2 separate regions of the Capsicum annuum genome follow, and region 2 is linked to region 1. Evidence: chromatin contacts called from public Hi-C data. All regions are on one chromosome and are shown on one strand. The core of a region is the stretch at or near the end of the contact, and the rest is flanking DNA. Distances in the headings are between cores, read along the strand shown.

What was found. Hi-C and Micro-C count contacts between places; a contact is called where the count stands out from the background.
Region 2: a Hi-C map of placenta shows a contact between it and region 1, with 2.4 times the contacts expected there. The contact joins the promoter of LOC107845957 here to the promoter of LOC107845953 in region 1. A contact is called at or near these places in 2 of 5 Hi-C or Micro-C datasets (leaf and placenta).

What each region holds. Positions count from the first base shown.
Region 1 is chr10:152,114,772-152,120,050 of UCD10Xv1.1, forward strand. It overlaps LOC107845953 (F-box/LRR-repeat protein 3), which reads right to left and starts at 3,858. Exons shown (of 8, transcript XM_016690466.2): 1 at 3,060-3,858; 2 at 637-762. The coding sequence starts at 3,704.
Region 2 is chr10:152,275,646-152,280,924 of UCD10Xv1.1, forward strand. It overlaps LOC107845957 (solute carrier family 40 member 2), which reads right to left and starts at 3,032. Exons shown (of 8, transcript XM_016690471.2): 1 at 2,794-3,032; 2 at 1,644-1,794. The coding sequence starts at 2,900.

The DNA.
Region 1 (5,279 bases), core at 2,608-5,107:
GAGCCAACATACGTATACTGACATTAGTCAATAGTACCTTGTAAACAAGAAGTTATTAAGGGGAAAAAAAAAAAAAAAAGACAAACATGCAGGGCAACACTTGGGCTGCACAACAGTCCACTTCTTTGGGACATCTGACAATTAGGTAAAATTCTGAGTGCGTAAAATCCGAGTTACCTCGTTCTATAAGTTTCTCAGAGTACTTATAGTGGCATTGGCACAGTGGATATCCAATTATTGACTGGGCAATTGGGAAAAAAGCCATATATTTGTACATCTAAAGAAGTAGTGCTTGAAGCTAGGACAATGACAGTTCTTTGGGCAATTTTTTTTTTTGTTGACCGAGAAATCTATTTGGAGCCAACCTTTAGGACCACAGCCTCCGAAACTCCAAAGTAATGGACTCACACCATGCTTCTCCATTTAAATATTGGACTTATTTAGCTTGACACGGGACTCGAACTTGTGACCTAAGTTACAAGTCCCTAACCTTTGCCAACTGAGCTAATCCCTGGGGGCTTTTGGCAAATTTCACACATCATAATCATCTTTATTTTTTATGTTTCATCTTTTTTCTCAAGGAGAGACAAATATGAGAATCAAAGTCTGTAAAACAGAGTCTTCCAAAGTACATACCTCCAGTGACTTGCAGCCTTGCTCGAGGGATGCAAGGCTGTCATCATCAATTCCATAACAACCTTCTAGAACCAAATCTTCAAGATATTGCAGTTTTGAGATTGATGATAAGCATTCATTAGTGATCTGTGTAATAAGAAGATCAACACATTATTGTATGATCATAAAAGAAAGCCTAGACAAAAACAAAAAAAGGAAGGAAAAAGAGATCGGATGTAATAACAGATAATGGAAACAGACTACATATAACAACTTCATAAAAACAGCCAGTCACTGGAAATTTGGTGCATCTGGAATTAAAGTTCGGAACCAAAGTTGTGGTAAACTGCAGGACCAACAGCTACTACCACGCCTTAATCTCAAGCAAGTTGAGGTTCGCTATATGAATCTTCACTGTCTATGTCCCTCCATCTAAGCTATATCCACGTCTTGGTAAATATATAAGTCGAGAAAGGACTTCGAAAGCACATGAACAAGAACTTCCCATACTAAGTGACAAAAAAAGGAGCATGCCGTGATGGTCACCAGATGTAACTGAGACCTACACATTAGACAAATAACCAAGGTGCAAAAAAGCACGAAGAAATTTTGCTAGGTCTCACACTATCCTTACGAGGTGTGCAGATATCGAGAGAATATGGATAGATGCTCTACAGCATAAAACCTCCAATAACTTTAAAGTCATCCAGGATGAGTATAATAAGAGAACATTCATTTATTCATCTGAAGATACACCGGAATGTAGAGCAGAGGTGTTCATTAGGATTCAATAGCTGAAATCTGCACTAAGTTTTCTTTTCGACAAACTCAAGGCCAAAAGCATGCCAACTGCAAGAGATGTGTAAAGTGCATAAGCAGCCATTTTTCCGGTACTTGTGTATCTCCCAAATAGAAAAAGCACAATGCACGGGATAAACTTAACGAAGACAACCTAAGAATATTAGCAAATGTTCAATAATCTTAAATACATTTTCTATGAAATTTCATCTTCTGTTCAATTTCAAAAAAATCAGCATTGAGCTCAAGCCATTGGTGAGATGTCAGCCCTTGTCTTTTTCCTTTTTATTACGTTGGTTCCCTGGCCAGCTTTGTGGGAATACACTGGGTTTGTTGTTGTTGTTGGTTCCCTGGCCAGCTTCCGCATACCCATCAGGTAATTGCTACCTCCCACCAGCAATCTTACCGGGTAAGTTTGCCTACCAAAGCTTATACAGATGGGAAGGAATCATCTAGATTTGAACCTGAGACATATGCAAACTCATGAAGTCCCCCACCCCCACCCCAAGGATAGAGAATAAAAAATAATTTTGCCCAGAATATCCTCATGAAGTTTCTCTTTTCCATTCTGACGTGAATTTGCCTAAGGTGTCATGTGCACCCCTTATTCAGAAACTTGCAAACCAAAAAGCCTGCCACACCTTATCTTGATCCCTTGTCAGCACACACTCCGACATGGATGTAACAATTCTCATAGACTACATTAAGGATATCAGTAAGAAATTTATATATGACTTAGCATTTTATTTATAATGATGGTTTCATGGCCAGCTCAGTGCACACATTGACTAATCCACTAGGTACCTACTAACTCATTGGTTAACACTCCCAAAGCTGCATAAATTTTGTTCACTATGCTAAATTTATTTTATGACACAAAATACATATTAAGCATTCATAATACATCAGAATTCAAATAAACCGAGTCCAAGACCATTTTGGTAACTATGAAGATAGAGATCTCATTCACTTATACTGGCACAAACAGGGTTTCGTGAAAGAAAAGTCAATCTGATAAGCCATCAATAGGCTAACTAACTTGGCAGAGAATGGCAATGAGAAATCAAATAGCAGTACTCAAGAAGAATCACACATCACGTGTGGCGATTACTGATACACAACATGAACACACATATCTAATTCACCAAGCAAATCATTTAACCTGAAGATTATTATCAACTGAACACCGACCAATTAACTCACATATGGGCTAAACATGCACAAATGAACTGTATTAGACGAATAATTTTACACTGAAAAAACATAAACAGTGTTATAGACTTGAAAAGGAACAGAAGCAGATAGCAACCTCAGGTTCCCTAACAAACTCACAATCCAAAAGAATATACAACACAAAAGAACAACAACATCAACATACCCAGTATAGTTCCACAAAGTGGGGTATGGGGAAAGTAGAGTCTACGCCCACCTTATCCCTACCTCAGAGATAGAGAGGCTATTTCCACTAGACCCTCAGCTCGAGAACCAATAGTCCATAGCAATCACGAAAAATAAGTAACGGAAGTACAAGAAACAAAAAAATAATAACAAAAATAGTAGATAGCAACGTAAGTACAAGAAACAACAATAGCAAATAGTAAAAGAACGGAATATACAAAACTCCAAGGGAAGAAAAGCTCCATTACCGGCAGATAAGAAAGATCCAAACTACGAATCTCCTTACACTTAACAGCAATCAAACCAACACCAAGATCACCAACACCCAAACACCATCTCAAACTAATCAACCTCAACTTTCTACATCCAACAGCAATACACCCAAGTCCAATATCAGTTATAGACTTACACCTCACCAACCACAACCTCTCCAAATTCCTTGCCTCAGCTAATGCAGCAGCACCCACATCCTTCAACTCAGTAGCATTTGACAAATCAATCTCAACCAAATTCCCACAATTCATCACTAAATTAGACAATCCCACATGGGTAAAAAACTTAGACTTTGAAAGATTAATTGACCTCAACATTTCTTTACATAAACTAGCTATAACTGTTAGTGTTCCATCTGTAATTCTTGGACAAAGGGAAAGATCAAGATTGGTAATTTGTGGGTATCTGTTAAGAATCTTTGTTAAGTGTTCTGGCCTAAATGGTTTCAAGGTTTTCCTATGGTAGGATTCAATAGCAAAAAATGATTTACAAACAAGTGAGAATGATTTTTTGTCAAATTGGTTGTCACTAAGATAATCAAGAATTGAAAAGACAATTTCTTCGGATAGAAAATCAAATGGGTTGTAATTGGATTGTGAAATTTGCTTTTGCTTCTTCATTGTTTGCCAAGATTGGACCTTTATGGTTCTTGCAAGCAAATTATGGGTTAGATTTGGATAAAAAGAAATTTTTAAGTGGAAATTTTTAGAGGAAGATTGGGAGGTGGAGATGTAATATTGTAGTGTTCATGTGAATTTGATGATATAAAGAAGTCTGGGAAAATTAAGAAGCAACAGCTAATAGAGAACAAACGGAGTGAGGAAGAAGATGAGAAGAATATTTTAATTACTTTATTGTCCTTCATAATTTTTACATTTTCTTGAAAGACACAACCACCCAATTTTTTCATTTTTTATTTTTGCTTGAAAGACCTATGTACCTCTTAGTTTGTTTGGAGAATTCATCCATAATATGGAGTTACTCTCTCTATCCCATTTTGATAAATAATTAGTGATAGTTTATATATAAATTTTATATATCTAATAGTTATGATATAAATATTTGATATATATTTTTCACCATATATTATGTAATTAAACAAATATTTACTATTAGATTATGTGTGTTGCAACACTATAATCAAATGTATTGTTTTTCAAACAATCCAAACTTGTTGGTAATAATATTTCTCACTTGCATTCAATTTTCTGTGGCTAAATCAGAAGAAAAAGATTTTATTCAGACACTTAAATTAAATCATGTTTAAATATTGTAATTAAACATTTCAAAATTTTTTAAGACAGTATTTTAATTAGACACTAATAATAATATGATTTTTCTAACATTTGGTTGGCTAAAAATGCTTAAAAAGAGAACAGGAAAGTAGTGGATATTAGTATTAGTCAGAATATAGAAAAGGGTAGAAGGGTAAAAAGAGGTAGGAGCCAATGCCGTACGGGGAAAGGACAGGAAAAAGGATGGGAGGATTGACGAAGGCATATTAGGTATGTCATTTTCTTCTTCATTATTTGGGTCCCATAAAAGGGCACTAATTTCATTCGGTGGAGGAAATATGTGAGGAAGGACATATTCAAGTGCAAGACGGACGGTACGATCTTTCTTTTCTCATTTTTATGTCCCACACAATAACCAAAAACATAACCTTTCATCTTCACAAAGGGCTTATTATTTTATTCCACTTTATGACAAAATACTTTATTAGATCCCCGTATTATGTTAGTTTTGTAAAATTAGATACTTCTACTTATATATTTCTCATCTGGATCTCTGAACTCACAAAAAAATTATATTTTAAATACTTTTTTGGAAAGTGTAACACACTCTTCCATGTCAGTTGCCACATCAGATGCCACATGTGTTATGTCATCTGTCATGCATGCCACGTCATCTACCATGTCATTTAAAAAAAAAGTATTACATTAAATTTCAAGTCATTTTTAAAATACTACATAACAAATTAAATATTAAAATTAATTTAATTAAATAAGAAAAAATTATAAATTATAGAAAAATTTGAATAATCATGCTTTTAAAATTTGATAAATTTGAATAATGATTTAAAAAAAAAATATTACATTAAAACTAATTAAATATTAAAATTAATTTAATTAATTAATTTAAATTTTAAATTTAAATTAGTAAAACAATTAATTAATTAAAATTCTTAACTAATT
Region 2 (5,279 bases), core at 1,782-4,281, 160 kb after region 1:
AAAACAAATACCAAGTTAAACTATAATGACTCTGTCCTAAGAAACTATTTCAGCCGTGTGAAATGTTTCCCCAGGATTAAACAAGTACTTCCCTAATTAATTAGAGGATACAGGAATCAACAAATTTATTAAAACAAATACCAAGTTAAACTATAATGACTAAATTATTAAGAAGAGAAACTAAAGAGAATTTTTTGAATGTTTTTCTTAAGAGTTAAAGATTGCAGTAAGGATTGAGGGACTATTTATAGGTAAGACTTAGCTTCTCAAGTACACCTCTTGATGGTTTCCAAAGTAAGCCTTCTCAAGTATATCTTTTAATGGCTTCTAGAGTAAGCCTTCTCAAGTATATCTCTTGATAGCTTCTAGAGTAAGCCTTCTCAAGTATATCTTTTGATGGCTTCTAGAATACATTTAAAGACATGGCTTTTTCAATACACTTTAAATGTAAATTATTTTGAAATAACTAAATAATTTCCTACAATCCCCACATTATTTCAAAATAATTAATAGAAAAAGAATTTTAACTTGCTGGATTTGCATGGACAAAATGCAGTAGGTTTGGTGTCTTCTAGACTATGAACCAAACTTAGACCAATAAAATTTAACTTATAGAATTACCAGTGAAATATACTATTTCTATGAACCGAATAACTCTTGTTGTAAGCCAGAGACTTTATCAATCACATTTTGATCGTAATTTTGTTGTTCAATGCGGTTTTGCGCCAATAGGCTATGCGCGTGCCTGGTATTCATGAGAGCTCTAGAGACTAAGGCCAAAGTTTCATAAGAATGGCCTCATTAAACTTCTCATATAGGTGAATTCATCAAGTGTACACTGCTTTAAATACACCATCCACAATAACTCATCCCTCCATTTTTAGTAGCAGTTTAAGCACTCTCAATAAGGGCGCAGAGTTAATATCGACTTGTTATTACCCATATGAATCTACTTCATGGGATCTCCAATCATAAAGGTTGGGTTACCATCTCTATTGACAATTATATTGGCCTTAACCCCATTTCTTTTAATGTTTGAAGAATTAATTTCCTTCCCACGGGTTTAGTTAGTGAATCAGCCAAATTCAATTCTGACTTCACATAATCAATGGAAATTATTCCATCTCTCAGCAACTGCTTAACAATATTATGCCTCAATTTCATGTCTTCTCTTACAACTATAAGATTTATTCTTCGCAATAGCAATTGCGGCTTGACAATCACAGTGTATATATATAGGCGGCATCGGATCATTCCTTTTTAAAGGGATATTAGACAACAGATCATCCTTTTTCAAAGGGCTATGAGGCAACAGATCGTCCTTTTTTAAAAGGGATATTTGCTAAGAAATTTCTTAGCCCTGATGGCTTCCAAAGTAAGCCTTCTCAAGTATATCTTTTAATGGCTTCTAGAGTAAGCCTTATCAAGTATATCTCTTAATAGCCTCTAGAGTAAGCCTTCTCAAGTATATCTCTTGATGGCTTCTAGAATACATTTAAAGATATCACTTTTTCAATACACTTTAAATATAAATTATTTTGAAATAACTAAATAATTTTCTACAAAAATTACCAAAGCAATTATTGGTAAAAGTTCTTTATTTAGGATGTGCAGGGGCCTAATAAGAAAGAATGAGAACTAACCTCCACATATGTGAACCTATCCACCCACTGTCCAATGAGAGGACCAAACAATGCTGTAGAAGCAGACTCCACCACCCCATAAGCAGCCGTTAGAAGTAAAGAATCTGACCAAACGTTGATCATGTACAGACCAACAGAGAATTCCCACATCCTACAATTAGGAAAATATTCAGAAAATACTATGTTCCTATGATTGAATTAAACAACGACGATGGTCATATAATAGCATAATGACATGAATCTTACACTATACTCAATTTTATAGTGTTACTCTCTAACTCCCTAATCCGAACACCAAGAAAGTCATTAATGCCGGACTAAATTGCACAATTTTGTTACTGCTTCACACACCCTCCAACATGTTCATGTTATTCTGCATTATTACTAATTCACAGGAAGCGGAAAACCACAATGTCCATTTCAACACTACAATGTGTCGAAATGAATAGGCAGACAAATATAGAGAAGCCTAAAGGTTAATTTTCCAATGTGTTCATCCAGAGAAAGAGTTTTGCTTCAAATTAAATATTAGTTCCGTTGAGTTTACACAAAATGGTCATAGACATGAAGGTTTAAGTGCAAATTTACTCAAATGTGAGGAAATTAAAGTGTACCTGAATTTCTCAATTGTAAGAAGTCATGGTGAAAATTGCTCTAGATGGTCTTTTTGCTAAAAGATCAGTTCAAGAAATTGTTTTCCAATGACAGCACAAAAATAAAACCTAATTAATCTAAATAGCTGCTTACCCAACCGCTTCAACTAAAAATAGCAACTAGATGTATACTGTTATAACTGCGCATAACTAATGTTAATTCATGTATACAGTTTGATAAAGTAAACAATTAATCCAACGGGCTATTTGTGAAAATATTCCTAAATCAACCTTTTTTAAATAGAATTTAGAGCTTAATAACTCCTAATATAACTGGAAATTCATAAAAACAAGAAAAAAGAAAACTTAAAATGCCTAGAAACAACAAAAGAAAGGAGGCAAAGAACACCGAATTTGCATAACAGTGAATAATCTGGAGACATTTGATAATTGAATACTAGCTTTACTGCTCTAGCACACCAAGCACAATTCACAAATCAAAATCTTTGCATTAAAACTGGAAAAATAAATTAAAAATAGACTGCATAAGAGTGAACCTGGCACTCCATCTGGATAGGAAATGACCAAAATATAGATAATTGAGAAGAGCTTTTGGGAATGGCGGCATCTGATTTTCTTGCGAAATCAATAGCTCGTTCAACATGACTACGCTGATTTAGTTTTTTTTTTTCTTCTTAATTCTCTCTTTAATAATTTGAACAACATAATTTTGGGCCAGTCAATACATATTATGGAGTTGATTTTTTATTTAAAAGACAAAAAATATAAGTTGAGGGTTATTGTATTAATTAATTGTGATGCAGGAGGCAAGATCTTCCTTAGTCACGTTAATTTTACGTTATTTTCAAATATTGAGTTAAATTCCACGTTATAATTAAGTGCCACATAAGAAATTAAATATTAAAATAAATTTAATTAAATAAACAACTTTTATAAATGGTAGAAAAATTTCAATAATCATGTTCTTGATGTTTGCTTACAAATTGATCATCAAATTTATTCTAAATAGTTGAAATTACTCTTCAATTAATTTAAATTTTCAACTATAAATTCAAATATACAAACACAATAAATTTTTAATTTTCAATTTTGAGTGTCTTTGACAAATCCACAAAAAGTCATTTATTGTCCTTTAAATTTGAACTTCAAGCTTTTCCAAACTTATTCATGAAGGGATCGTTTGGTAGAGTGTATTGAAAAAACTAAAACATGCATTAATTAATATGTATTGCTAGTACCTTGTTTGATATACTCTATTATGTATTAAGGTGTGTGGTAGTAATACAAATCATTCTCTATGTATTAGTAATACAATAACTCTAAGCACATGCATTAATTTATTAAATGACATTATTACCCCTCAAAATATTTTTCCACTTTCTTTTTCCATCATTATCTCATTCCCCAATTCCTTTCCACCATTTTTAAAAACACTGCCATCTCTCTTGTTGTATGTACTTTTCCATGACCATAGCATATCCCCATTCTTTTCTTCTTTACGACATAGTCTACACCAGGCAGGCAAAATAAAAAAGAAAGAGTTGTCCATTTTTAGATCAGAAGAAAAAAATTTAAAACCAGAAAAAAATGCAGCATCTCCTTCAGGGTACTCTTGGTGCTACTTGTTAATGTTGATTGTATTTTCTTCTATTCCTTGAAAACAGAGTGTACAAGAAAGGGTATTTTGGTAACAACATTTTTTATAAAAATTATGTAAAATATATTTTATCTTTAATACATCAAACCAAACAACTGTATGAAAAATAATGTCTGCATAACTAATACCAACATTCTAATACTTGAATTAATAATGCAAGCATTACTAATACACTTTATTTAACATTATTTTATACACTCTACCAAACGGCTCCTTAGTTCATTAATTTTTGAATTTCCACCATCACTCACTTTCAATTCAAGTTAAAATGTTAATCTTAAAAAAAATTGAAAAATTTGAATTGAGAAAGTGATTTGCACAAAAAAAAAAAAGTAAGTTGAAGGAAATTTGTTTTTTTCGAAGAAGAAAGATAAATTATATATTTTTTTGAGTGCGGTGAAGGTGGGGGCTGAATAAAAAAAAATAGTGGAGTGAAGTGGTGCAGATGGGGTGGGCATGATAAAGAAGAAAGAAAAATAATTGGAGAGAGAATGGGTTTGGGGTGGGGGTGACGGCACAAAAAAGAAGAAAGTAAAAAATTAAAGAGAAGAGGGGGTTGGGGGAGGGGGGTTAGGGAGGAGAGAGGGGTTGTATGGGTTTAAAAAATTGAAAAGAAAAAAGGTTTGGGGGAGAGGAGTTTTTTTTTCTTTTTAATTTTTTTGAAATCATTTTAATTTAAAATGAATGCTCAATTGCTTCCACGTACATGTAGTTACATGTCGTGTTCAACTCAATCACCTTAATGTCACATAAGTTTGGTGAACGATCAGAGGGGTTTAAAATATTAAATTTATTGAGTTGAGAAGTTAAAATGACAAAAAGCTAAGAAGAGATGTTCACTTTATAAATTCAAACAAGTACAAGGGTCCAGTAGACTATTTCACCAATAGAAAACTTACAACTTTCAATAATTTAGATACAAAACTAAAAAAACTGAAATAATTACCACAATAATTTCATGCTAATATAGATGTCTCCAACTGTAAGATCCCATAAGATCCTAGTCCATTTCAATCTTATATTACATGCCAAGAGGGTCCAATTCTTAGAAAATTTAGCTAAGTGTTAGTGACTTAGTCTTATTTTGGAACCTAAACTCCGATGAATTTTATTTCTACCTTTCCGGTCTTAGAATGTCGATTTCCAAGTTGATTCATGATCAGGGTCACCCATAGGTCATCTCAGGTGAGTTTTGAATTTTCCGAACAATGTTTGAGGGATGTTTGGATGATCAAAATAGTAAGCCAATGCAATCAAGTCATATTGCGTTGGTCATCGCGTCGGCACTCGTGACGCGATGAGTCGTCCATCGCATCGGGTTGATCGATGCGGTGCATCATTCGTAGCGTCACTGGACGCATTTTA